Linked DNA regions of Sus scrofa: regions 1 and 2 are each linked to region 3. A link is a contact called in public HiChIP or PLAC-seq data. All regions are on one chromosome and are shown on one strand. Each heading gives the region's core, a stretch centred on a gene start, on an enhancer-like site or on the middle of the called end of the contact. The rest is flanking DNA. Distances are from core to core; before and after follow the strand shown.

The links. HiChIP or PLAC-seq counts read pairs in DNA pulled down with a chosen protein or histone mark.
Region 1: an H3K27ac HiChIP or PLAC-seq map of alveolar macrophages shows a contact between it and region 3. The contact joins two enhancer-like sites. A contact is called at or near these places in 6 of 47 Hi-C or Micro-C datasets (embryonic fibroblasts, epiblast stem cells, fetal skeletal muscle and 3 more) and 2 of 2 datasets of contacts at active chromatin or transcription factors (alveolar macrophages and skeletal muscle).
Region 2: a contact with region 3 is called in an H3K27ac HiChIP or PLAC-seq map of skeletal muscle. The contact joins the promoter of ADCY7 here to the enhancer-like site in region 3. A contact is called at or near these places in 1 of 5 promoter capture datasets (liver), 3 of 47 Hi-C or Micro-C datasets (blood, liver and skeletal muscle) and 2 of 2 datasets of contacts at active chromatin or transcription factors (alveolar macrophages and skeletal muscle).

Annotation. Positions count from the first base shown.
Region 1 is chr6:34,616,463-34,620,502 of Sscrofa11.1, forward strand. PAPD5 (non-canonical poly(A) RNA polymerase PAPD5) reads right to left here. Exons shown (of 12, transcript XM_021094215.1): 3 at 3,153-3,199; 4 at 1,155-1,275. Among named protein-coding and RNA genes, the nearest start is that of ADCY7, 32 kb to the left of the region's middle. Within about 2 kb of position 1,544, at least 8 of the 83 cell types and tissues checked have an H3K27ac peak or open chromatin away from gene starts, as enhancers often do. A contact at or near this core is called in alveolar macrophages, where this site is marked.
Region 2 is chr6:34,584,046-34,587,767 of Sscrofa11.1, forward strand. ADCY7 (adenylate cyclase type 7) reads right to left here and starts at 2,339. Exons shown (of 26, transcript XM_021094204.1): 1 at 2,317-2,339.
Region 3 is chr6:34,513,732-34,517,679 of Sscrofa11.1, forward strand. BRD7 (bromodomain-containing protein 7) reads left to right here. Exons shown (of 16, transcript XM_021094214.1): 11 at 1,435-1,546; 12 at 2,813-2,869. Among named protein-coding and RNA genes, the nearest start is that of BRD7, 38 kb to the left of the region's middle. Within about 2 kb of position 1,665, at least 21 of the 83 cell types and tissues checked have an H3K27ac peak or open chromatin away from gene starts, as enhancers often do. A contact at or near this core is called in alveolar macrophages and skeletal muscle, where this site is marked.

The DNA of each region.
Region 1 (4,040 bases), core at 294-2,793, 100 kb after region 3:
GGTTATTTGCACCAGTCATTAGAAAACTCAGGCCAGCAAACTGTGCATAAAACTGGGTTTCCAAATTAACAGCTTTTAATAAATCTTTCTTTTAATTAAAAAAAAAAAGTTGTTTTGCTCTCATAAAACCTAGTAAGCAAAAATCCAGGTGTTCCCATTGTGGCTCGGTGGTTAACAAATGAGCATCCACGAGGACCCTGGTTCAATCCCTGGACTCGCTTAATGGGTTGAGGATCGGGCACTGCCGTGAACTGTGGTGTAGGCCAGCAGCTACAGCTCTGATGGGACCCCTAGCCTGGGAACCTCCATATGCCACAGGTGCAGCCCTAAAAAGACCAAAAAAAAAAAAAAAAAAAATCCAAACTTTTAAAAGATACATTATTTCCAAAATAAGCTTCTGTGAAAATTCTTTTTTTTTTTTTGGCCGCACCATGGCATGTGGACGTTCTTAGGCAGGGATGAAACCCACGTCACAGCTGTAACCAAAGCCACAGCAGTGACAATGCTGCATCCTTAACCCACTGAGCCACGAGGGAACTCTTTCCAGAAAAATTCTTTAATGTCCATTCCATTAGTTAAAATATAACTTGATTTACAAAATTTCAATTACACTCAATTTTTCAAGGACACAAAATATGACAGAATAGAAAAGTAACATCTATAGTTATCTTCTGCGTAACTATAAACTTTCTATTAGATGGTCACTTTTTTTTTTTTTTTTTGGCCACCCCATGGCACATGGAGTTCCCAGGCCAGAGACCAGATTCAAGCTACACTTGTGACCCATGCCACAGCTGCAGCAATGCTGGATCCTTTAACCCACTGTGCCAGGCCAGGGATCGAACCTGCATCCTGGCGCTGCAGACACTGCCAATCCTGTTGTGCCACAGTGAGAACTATTTATACTCTTCATATTAAAAAAAAAAAAAAAAGCTACAGTGAGTATTGTGTATGATAAAATTGTGTAATATTTTTTTTCAAGAAATGTATAACCAGGATCATTCATTTGTCGCACAAATATAACTTTTTATGTCAAAGCACTGTGATCATTAACAAAAGGAAAAACAATCTGTGCTTACCAAAATTAAATTTTAATTCTACAAATTTCATGCATAAGAAACAAGAGAGTTTAAGATGAAATGCTGAAGACTTACAGTTGCTTTGTCTAGAACTTTCACCGAATCTTCATCTGCAACCTTATGCTTCCGAAGAGCTTCTTCCAAGGTCCAAAGGGGGAGGTTCTCCCACTTCCCAAACACCACGAGATCGATGTCACTGGACACAGAGCACATGCGAGAGTTGTTTAAAGAAGCAAGACACTGTACTTGCTTTAACTTACCTTCAAGCTACAGACTGCAAGTGAGGCCAATGAAAACCTATTTCTCACCCTGCCCGATGGAGACCAAAACTGTTGGTGAGGACTGTTTTTTAGAGAGGAAGTGAAAAAGGCTGGTGATTTTAACAACCTCCTCCTTCTCCAAGTCACTGCCCAGGGTGACTCTGAGAGAAGTAAAACCTCAAAAACACCACTGAGTGTTTCCTGTTCCTAAAGGCTTCTGGTACTGAAAACCTTAAGACCTTCTGGGTGAATGAGGTTAACTGAGTAACTGTGACTTAGATTACTACGGATAAAAAACAAGATGCAGGCAGTATATCTAGTGTGCCACCATTTGTGTAAAAAAGGAAGAAGCACATATTTCCTTTTATATGCACAGAATATTTCTGGAAGGATATGCAAAGAACTGCTAACACTGGCTCCTCCAAGGAGAGAAACTGGGGGACAGAGGTGGTATCTAGACTTTTCTTTGTCATTATTTTTGTGCCCTTTTCAAATATGAACTAGATGAATGTACTACCTATTCATAAAATTTTACTAAATTTTTAGAAAGATGACTCACAGTTTTCCTGAAGTTCAGAACCTAAATAAAGAAAACTCAAAGTGGAATATTTTCTGGCTTTTTTAGGCCTAGGAGAGCAAAGGGAAGAATGGAAACTGCTAGGATCCATCCACTTAACACATAATTTTAAGTGGATGAAAAACACCATGGGAAGTTCCCGTTGTGGCACAGCGGAAACGAATCCAACTAGTATCCATGAGGATGTGGGTTCTCTGGCCTTGCTCAGTGGATCAGGGTCTGGTGTTGCCTTGAGCTGTGGTGTAGGTCGCAGGCGAGGCTCAGATCCCAAGGTGCTGTGGCTCTGGTATAGGCTGGCAACTGTAGCTCCAATTCAACCCCTGGCCTGGGAACTTCCATGTGCATGGGTGTGGCCCTAAAAAGGAAAAAAAAAAAAAAACCCACAATGGATGCCTACACTAAATCATACTGCACTGTGCACCTAAACATTTGTGAAGAGGGTAAGTCTCATGCTGGGTGCTTTTACCGTGATAAAAACAAAAGCAAAACATGATGAAATGTTTTTGCTTCGTAAAGACAAGAGCATTTCAATTCTTAGAGAACTGGTACTCACCCCTCCAAAAGCACCCCCGACACATACACACCACCCCCACCCCCAGCTATGGGTCAAAACAGTCCTCATTTGAGAAGATGAAAATAAACAAGAAGCCTGAAAAGACAGAGACTTTCCTGAGAGAGAAGTCTGTACCCTGAATTTCTGGGTCAGAATGCTGGGACAGGAGCTAGGAGTATGAGCTCTTCATAAAAATGAGATACACACTCCTATCTACAAAACAGGTCCTACTGCAGAGCACTGAGAACAACCCTCATCATCCTGTAATACCCTCTAACAGAAAAGCCTCTGAAAAAGAATGAGTATCTAAATGTATATATATTTATATACATATACATATATGAGTACTTTGTACACTTGAAACTAATACAACATTGTAAGCATTGTAAATTAACTACACCTCAAAAGTGAGAGACCTAGCATTCCAGAATATACAAAACTCTGCAGCATCATCAGGTGTTTTACCATAAGACTGCATTACCATCTGTGTTAGTGAGTTAAGTTATGGGGGTGAACAGTTCTTTGCAGTAATATTTTACCTCAAGGTAATTCAAATAAAATATAGGTAAGTGACTTTTAGTTTCATAAATCTGTTTTGTTTCTACTCTTACCCCTTCAACAGTCAAAACAAATGCGCTATAGAAAAATGCATAATCTTTTAAAAGCTTCATAGAGGTACTAACCTAGTAGGTAAATAGAGGCCAGTTTTAAAACTTCCAAATATCTGGACCTGAAATAGAAAAAATTATTATATTATAATATCAGAGGAAAAAGCCACCGAACTCTGGAGAAATGTGAGATTTTGCTACCCTCTACTGGTAGTTCTTAGTACTACAAGAGCATTTTTTCTAGCACCATGCTTTCATGAAGCAGGATCCTGTGTCTCACAGGCAGACATTTGGAATACAGTTTAAACTTATTAGGTCCAAATATCAAACATGCAGGCTAAAAGAGAAACTTCCTAAAGTAATTTTCAGGTCACTAACGTTCCTTTATAATCGACAGACACAATCCTTAACATTGGTTCTCTAAGCAGGAGTCTTCTCACCGACGACTAAATTAGGGTCGGACTCCTTCGACTACAGGGCAAGTGCCGGCCTGCAGGCCCTCCCACTCCTCCCCACAGAGAACACAGCTTTATTTATGCTGTTACATAAAACCAGGACACAGGCTTTCTCAACCCACAGAGAACAGGCCAGTATGTGTATGCAAGTCATTGCAACAAAGGATGAACAATGAAAAAAGCTCAACCTTTGAGATGAGATGGACCCAGGAAAATAATCACAGCCTCGTGTTCCTCAAAAATGGTGGAGAAAATCCCCCACCTCAGAAGGCAGAGGACTGATTTAGATCAGGGTTTCCAAACTTCAGCACTGCTCACATCTGGGGCAGATCATTCTTTGTTGTGAGGGGCTGTCCTCTGCTCTGTGAGATGTTTAGCAACTGCCATGGCCTCTAATCACTACGTGCCAAGAGCACCTCTCCAGTCACCATACTCAAAAAAGCGTTTCTGACAACTGCCAAATGCCACCCAGGGAGAAACCTGTCTCCGGTTGAAAGCCACTGATCTA
Region 2 (3,722 bases), core at 1,089-3,588, 71 kb after region 3:
CCCAGGCAGCCACTCCTGTGGGGCCTCCTCACTACACTCGGGGTGTGGCTCAGGGCCCAGAAGCTGCCCCTGGAGGTCTGCCCCCCGCCCCAGCTCCAGGTCCGCAGGGAACCTGGTCCCCTCTCCTACGGAGGCACCACCCACTTGTGAAAGCAGTGACTGAGTACCGGAGACCCTCATCTCAGAGCCCAAAGGCCCAACCTGCCAAGTCCCGTCAGCCTCATGTCCTGAGACCATCACAGTCCTGCTGATCATTCATTCTTTCATTCATTCACTTGTACTTTTTTTTTCTTTTTTTGGGGGGGGCCACGCCTGCGGCATATGGGAGTTCCCAGGCTAGGGGTTGAATCAGAGCTACAGCTGCTGGCCTACACCACAGCCACAGCAACGTGGGATCCATAACCGGCTAAGTGAGGCCAGGGATCAAACCCACATCCTCACAGATGCTAGTCGGATCCGTTTCTGCTTTGCCACAGTGGAACTGCTCATTCACACTTCTGGTGAGCATCGCCCTGGACCAGGTCTGAGGGGGCTTCAGCAAGTGCCCCTTAGGACTGAACCTACAGCCAGTCCAGATCTGGCCACTCCAGGCACAGCCCCACTACCAAGGCCACCTGCGGTCCTGACGTCAAAGGCTCTACTTCTAGTGACAGAGCCCAAACTCTCATTTTCCAACTCCGGCTCTGGGACTCAGAGAGAACATGAGTGCCTGGCCTCTGAAGGAGGGGACCCAAAATACAAACCCGGAGAGAGAACAGCTCCAGGCCACACTGAGAAAGGTTCCAGCATCTTGCCCCCAACCAGGGGCGGTTACCACCTCTGTCCAACCCCTTCACAGGAAAGGCTGGGTTTCCCATTCCCCCAGTGGGCATCCAAGCTGGGGCAAATGCCTCCTGGGTTCTGCCATCAACACACCGCCCCCTCCCCTTAACTGGGAGGGGTCCGCTCACTGCTGCCTGTGACTAGACTGCTTCCAGCCCCAACCACTGGTCTTGCCCTTAAGGCAGGCTTCTCCCTTTGAGTTATTTTTTACTTTAAAGACTACATGGCCTGTCCAGGGGCCCCTGCCTCGCGCGAGTTCGGAAAACCGGACAAACCACCCCTCTTTACCATCCTAAGCCAACGGGCGGTCCCTCAGAGTGGTCCAAGGGTGCTGGGCCCGGGGGGACCCAGAGCCAGGTCCCACGTGAGGTCTCAGTCTTGCCACCTGGAGAGTGGGGTTGGGCCCCCAGTTCCTGCCAGGTGGGGTCCTGTCGAGAAGCATCTCCCCGCAGTACCTGAGGGAGGGGACAAAACCCAGCCCAAGCCTGGGCCAGAGAAAGAGCAAGACCGGGAAAGGGGGAGTGGGCGGCCCGCCGGTCCGGGGAGTTGGCCGGCCGCGCGCCTCTCCCGCGATCCAAAGGCCAGGGAAGGCAGGCCGAGCCACGGGCCCGGCTGCAGCCGTCCCGGCCCACACCTAGCCCTCCTCCCGGGTGCCGGCCGCCGGGCGCGAGGCGCGGAAGCCGCAGATGCCCCCACGCCGGCGCCCCGCCTCGCGGGGATCTGGAGCCCGGCCGATCGGCGTATCCCCGGGGCCCGAGCCGCGGCGCCAGCCCCCTCCGCCCGCCGGCCGCGCCTCTCCCCGCCGGGGCCGCCCGCGCCCGCGCTCACCTGCCGCCGCTGCTCCGTTCCCGCTCCGGCCGCCGCAGCCGCCGCCCGAGTGGCCGCGCGGCCGCGGGCGGGATCCAGCTGCGCGGGCGGGGGCGGCGGAGCGGCCACAGGCGCCCCCGCTGGCCGCCCGGGCCCCGGGCCCCGGGCCCCGCGGCCGGGAAGGCGGGCGACCCCGACGCTCCGGCCCCTTTGGGGCCCCGTGTGCCACCGCCCTGCCCGGTTTTCAGCAGAAAAGGCTGCAAACGCACAAACATCCCACCGCCGCCGCCGCCGCCGCCGCCCGCCGCCCCGCGCGCGTGGAAGCGATCGGCCAGGCCCCCTCGGAGCCTGAGCAGGAAACAGGACGTTTTCAAAACACGTTTTCTTCCTCAAAGTCACGCACGTGTTTGGACGCGCCAGGTGCAGCCCCACCCCAGAGGGCAACACTTTCTAGCAAACTCTCAGCTGTTTCTGCTCCTGGTTCCCACCCCATCCCCACCAGGAACGCCTGTTTCTAGAAGGATCTAGTGCCCTCCTGGCAAGTTGAAGGAAACTTTGGTCGAAACCTACTGTCTCATTCCGGCCTTAAACTCCTAGAGGGGCGGGGGGCGGGGGAGAGCCACCCAGGCACCTGCTGCCAGTTGGGTCTATTGGCTTTCTTCTCTGGCACCAGGAAGACCAGCCCACCTCAGAAAGTAGGTGTCACCTCGTCCTGATGCCGCTCACCGCTGCCTACAACCCAGGGTGGGGCCCCAGAGCTGGCAGAAAAAAAAAAAGAAAAAAAAAAAAAGTCTGTCCTGTTTCCGAGGCACCCAGGCTGGGAGAGCTAGAAAGCCCTCCTCTGAGTCACCGCTGGGAGGGACAAAGGAAGCGGACTGAAGGAGTAATCAAGACCAGGAGGGCTTTCAACTCATAGACTCTCATGAGTTTTTCCTTCCCTACCTGTCCAAAATTCCCTCATGCCCACGGTGGCATCCAGGCAATCCCACTTTGTTGAGAGGAACCACGTGAGCATCTGTTATACCCACTTGTCAGGTCTAACCTCAGAGGCCCCAGCCAGAGCTGCTCAGCAACGATTCCCGGGAATCAGCAGTTTAACGAGCCTCCAGGTGATCTGACGACAAGCAGATAGATGAGCTCTGGTCTACTTGGAATCCTGAGCCGGGTGGCAGCTTACCCCAGGGGGAAGAGACCCTGGATATGTCACAGCATGACCACGCAGGGGCACTAGAACCCAACACAGAGGCCACCTACTTCGGAACTATCAGGAGGAATCCGGTGATGGGTTTGCTGGAAGGTGAAAATCTAATTTCCATCCCAGATGGAAAGATCCAGCTGAGACTTCTGGAGTCAGCAGCAAGCCCTCTCTGGTCTCCCAGAGACTGGTTAGGCACCTCCTCTGGGTTCCCACAGCCTCTGGGCATCTGGATGGTAGCCCTTGGCCCTCCAAGCTGGAGCCCTGGCAAGGTCACTGGTGCTTCCGAGGGCTCACAGGGGAAGGTCTCCCCAGTAGCTGGAACTTGCCTCCACTGGAAATGCAAAGCACTGCAGAAAGTTACCTTCGTGGCTCAGCAATAACAAACCCGATTAGTATCCTTGAGGCCGCAGGTTCCACCCCTGGCCTCACTCACTGGGTTAAGGATCCGGCATTGCTGTGAGCTGTGGTGTAGATCACAGGCACAGCTCGGATCTGGCGTTGCTGTGGCTGTGGTGTAGACGGGCAGCTGTAGCACCAATTCGACCCCTAGGCTGGAACCTCCATATGCCAAAGATTGGGCAATAAAAAGCGGAAGAAAGGAAGGAAGGAGAGAAGGAAAGGAGAGAAAGAAAGCACTGCAGCCTCCAGTGGGTGGGCACACCTAACCCTTAACAGAGCTGCCTTGGGAACTGTGCCCCGCCTACCTCCTGCAGCTCCTCCCACTCAACCACCCAGAAGCTGAGGAGACCCACCTGTTTGCCCCAAGGCCTCAAGAACAGCAGGTGCCTCTGCCCTGTGGCAGTGACGGTGACAGTGTGTTCTGCTGGCCCAGGTCAGCCCAGGAGAGGGACATTTTGCCCTGGGCAAGGGATGGCCCGGCTCTGGCTTGCAGCTC
Region 3 (3,948 bases), core at 415-2,914:
CGGGGTGGGACACTGAGCTTGGGTTATTCCTTCTTGGCATTGGAACCTTGTTAACTTCATTATGTGTAAGAATTTACTCCATAGATTAGCCAATCTCTTGGTCTTTCTGACAAAGAGGGGATTGTTCACTTTTATACATGTATGGTGGTGGTGGTGGCAGTGTTTTTACAGGGCAGAGGTCCTTAAGTCAGAGACTGACTCTGGTTTAAGATCAAGGTATTTGTATCCTTTAGACCTCTTCTCACCAGCTTGAACAAGTTCCTTCTGGATTATTCATACACGCATTCTACAAATAGGCATTGCATGTTCCTTATGTTCCAGGCAATTCTTCTAGATGCTGGGGGTTTCCACGGGGGAACAATGCTGTCATCAGATGATGACAGGGGTTTTGAAGAAAAGTAAAAACACAAAGGAAGATAGTGGCTAGGATTGAGAGAGGGGTGCAGCTTTAAATAGGATAGTCAGGGAAGGCTTTGCTAAGTGAACTTGGAGCAAAAACTAAAGAAGCAAACATAGCTGTCTTCCAAAAGAAGAGCGTTCTGGCCAGTGGAATAACTGTGCAAAGGCCCTGAGGTGGGAACCTGCCCTATACCTTTAAAGAACAAGAAGAGCGGTCAGGGGCAGAAAGAGTATAGGTAGATCTTTGCAAGGACTTGGAGTCTTATTCTAAGTGAAATGGGAAAATATTGGTGGATTTTGAGCAGGGTAGTTACTGAATCTGGCTTATCATTGTAAAAGGATCGCTGTGGCTGCGGTGTGGAAAACAGATTGCGGGTGGTAAGGGAGGAAACGGGAGCTGCTGTCAAGATCCAAGTGAGAAATGGACCGTGGAGGTGGCAGCTGAGGTGCTGAGAAAGGGCCAGTGGTCAGCCAGTCGGGTCTCTTGACTGGTCGAAATGGGGCATGAGAGTGAGAAGTCCAGGACTCCACGGTTTTAGACAGAGCCTAGAAAGATGACATTGCTGTTTACTGACAAGGGGAAGATTTTAGATTGAGCAACTCAATTTTGGACGTTTTGAGAAGCCCATTAGAGCTCCCCATGGAGCTGTCCAAAAAGTACAGTCCAAACCAGAGGTGTAACTTTGAGAGGTTTCAGTACACATGAGAGTCGTGAGTGACTGCAGTCGCCTGAGGGAGGCAGTGAAGGGAGGAGCAAAGAGCCCTGCTGACTGAGCCCGGGACCCCGTCCTCACCGAGGTCTTGTTTTTCCTTGAAGGTTTCCACAGGAGCATCTCCTTTTCACCGTGTTCTTGATATTGTTTAATTCCGTCCTGATCCCTGGTAAATACGTCAGTAGTGCTGTGCCTAGGTGGAAGGTGTCACACCGTGGTGTGTGAACCCAGGGTGTCTGGTGAAACAGCGGGCTGTAACAGGGAGATTACGCCAGTGGAGGTGATTTATGTGAAAGTGACTTTCCTAACACTCTTTTTTCAGCATCCATGAGTTTTTGGCCACATGCCAAGATTATCCATACGTTATGGCAGATAGTTTACTGGATGTTTTAACAAAAGGAGGACATTCTAGAACCCTGCAAGAGTCCGAGACGGTAAGAATGCTGCTCAAGAAACAGGGTGATTTGTCATTGGCTCTCAAGTGTTAGTCATCACTGTTATGAAACCATGGGATTAACCACTGTGACAGCTGGACTCCATTCCGCTGAAAAGACAGCCCAGCCCGGGTGGAGACCATGGGTGGAGGACAATGAACGGAAACGAGTAACTCGGCCACTAGGATCTGTGAGGCCAGAAGATTGTCATTATCGCCTCATCTTGAGAACGTAGGAATCAGAAATGGGGGTTATAACTCAAGAAGTCAGCTCATGTTATGTACCCTAACAAAAAAAGGAAGTCTTACTCACTTGAAACTGAGTCGACTAAAATGATAGGGAATGTCTTTTTCCTTATTATGCAGTAACAGCAGTGGCAGAGCCTTAAGTGAAAAAGTAAAAAGCTTTCTCACTGCTGTCTTTTATTAATACTTTAAACTATCTGGGATAATTCAGAGACTTGGCTCAAAGATTAGAACCAGAAAATGTTCCTTCTGGTATGGAGGAGAGTTCATCTCCAGAATGTCCTTGTCACTGTAATTAGATGAACCCTGTCTCCTCTGGGTCATAACTCTTCCTCGTGGCTCTGACTGTATTTGTCTTGTCCTCTGCCCTCACTGTACCTGTCATTTGGTTACCCGTCAGCAGAGCTGAGTCAGCACCTGAGGTTCAGTGAGAACTAAATATATATATATTTGCCACACCTGCAGCAAATGGAAGTTCCTGGGCCAGGGATCAAATCCGAGCCACAGCTATGACAGCGCCAGATCCTCAACCCACTGACCTTAACTCTCACTAAGCTGGGCTGGGGTTCAAACCCTCACTTCCACTGCAGTTGGATCCTTAACCCACTGTGTCACAGTTCGTTTTTTGTCCTTTTGTCTCTTCTAGGGCTGCATCCTCGGCATATGGAGGTTCCCAGGCTAGGGGTCCAATCGGAGCTGTAGCCTCCAGCCTATGCCAGAGCCACAGCAAAGCCAGACCCACAGCTCATGGCAACGCCGGATCCTTAACCCACTGAGCAAGGCCAGGGGGATCAAACCCGCAATCTCATGGTTCCTAGTCGGATTCGTTTCTGCTGCACCACGACAGGAACTCCTCACACAGTATTCTCAAAATGCAAATAATTATATCTAATTCATTTTTGTTTTAAAAATTATATTTTAATCATGTTCTTATTCCTTTTATCTTGCCATGAAATTCTTGATATTTTTCTATTTTCCTTGTATATATCTTTTAATAAAGTGTTTTTCTTTCTCCTTATAGTCATCACCTGAAGAGGAAGGCCAGCCTAGGACACTTGACACAGCAAAAGAAATGGAGGTGATTATATTTTTTTATTGTATTTTATTCTTTATTTCTTGTTTCATTGTTATTGTTTTTGGCCCATAGCATGCAGAACTTCACGGGCCGGGGATCAAACCCATTCCACAGCTATAACCAGAGCCACAGTAGTGACGATGCCAGATCCTTAACCTGCTGAGCCATAACAGAACTGCTGTATTTCATTCTTTATAAGAAATATTTAAATAGAGAATAAGCTAAAAAGCGTAAATGATAAAGCTTTTTTTTTTTTTCCCCCCATGTGGGGGTTCTCAGGCCACGGATCAAACCCTTACTACAGCAGTAACAACACTGGATCCTTAACCTGCTGAGGTTACCAGGGAACTCTGAAAGTTTTTATTTTAAAAGAAAAATATGAGTTCCTGTCGTGACTCAGGAGAAACAAATCTAACTAGTATCCATGAGGACACAGGTTCGATCCCTGGCTGTGCTCAGTGGGTTAAGGATCCAGCATTGCTGTAAGCTGTGGTGTGGGTCCCTCTGTTGCTGTGGCTGTGACGTAGGGCAGCAGCTACAGCTCTAATTGGACCCCTGGCCTGCGAACCTCCATATGCCGCAGGTGGGGCCCTAAAAAGCAAAAAAAAGAAAAAGAAAGAATCTTAAGAATGGGAAGGAAAGCTGGGCAAGAAGTTTATAGAGTAGAGTTGTAAGGCCCCGGCTGAAATGGCAGTCAGTATGCACTGATACCATTTTCTGCACCACACACTTTTAGCTCATATGTACACAGAGAAATTGGGTGATCAGACTGTTTGAGCTCGGAGTGCATACCGCAGTTGAAACAGAACCCTTAACTTTTGGTTACTTGTTATCAGGATTGATCTCTTCCTACAAAGCAGCGTTGGGGTTATGGAAACTCTGGGTCTTGTGATTCCAAAAATAAAACACTCTTTTTAGGATTTTGTTTCTTGCTTGCAATTCTGACAGTCTGGCTTTGGGGCCAGGAGGAGGCCCAGGAAGTATCTCGTGTTTGAGGTCTGTTGTAGAGGAGTGCCACTGTGTAGACTGAAAGATTGCCTGTGAACCTCAGAAACATGCAGCACTGTGATAATCAACAAAAT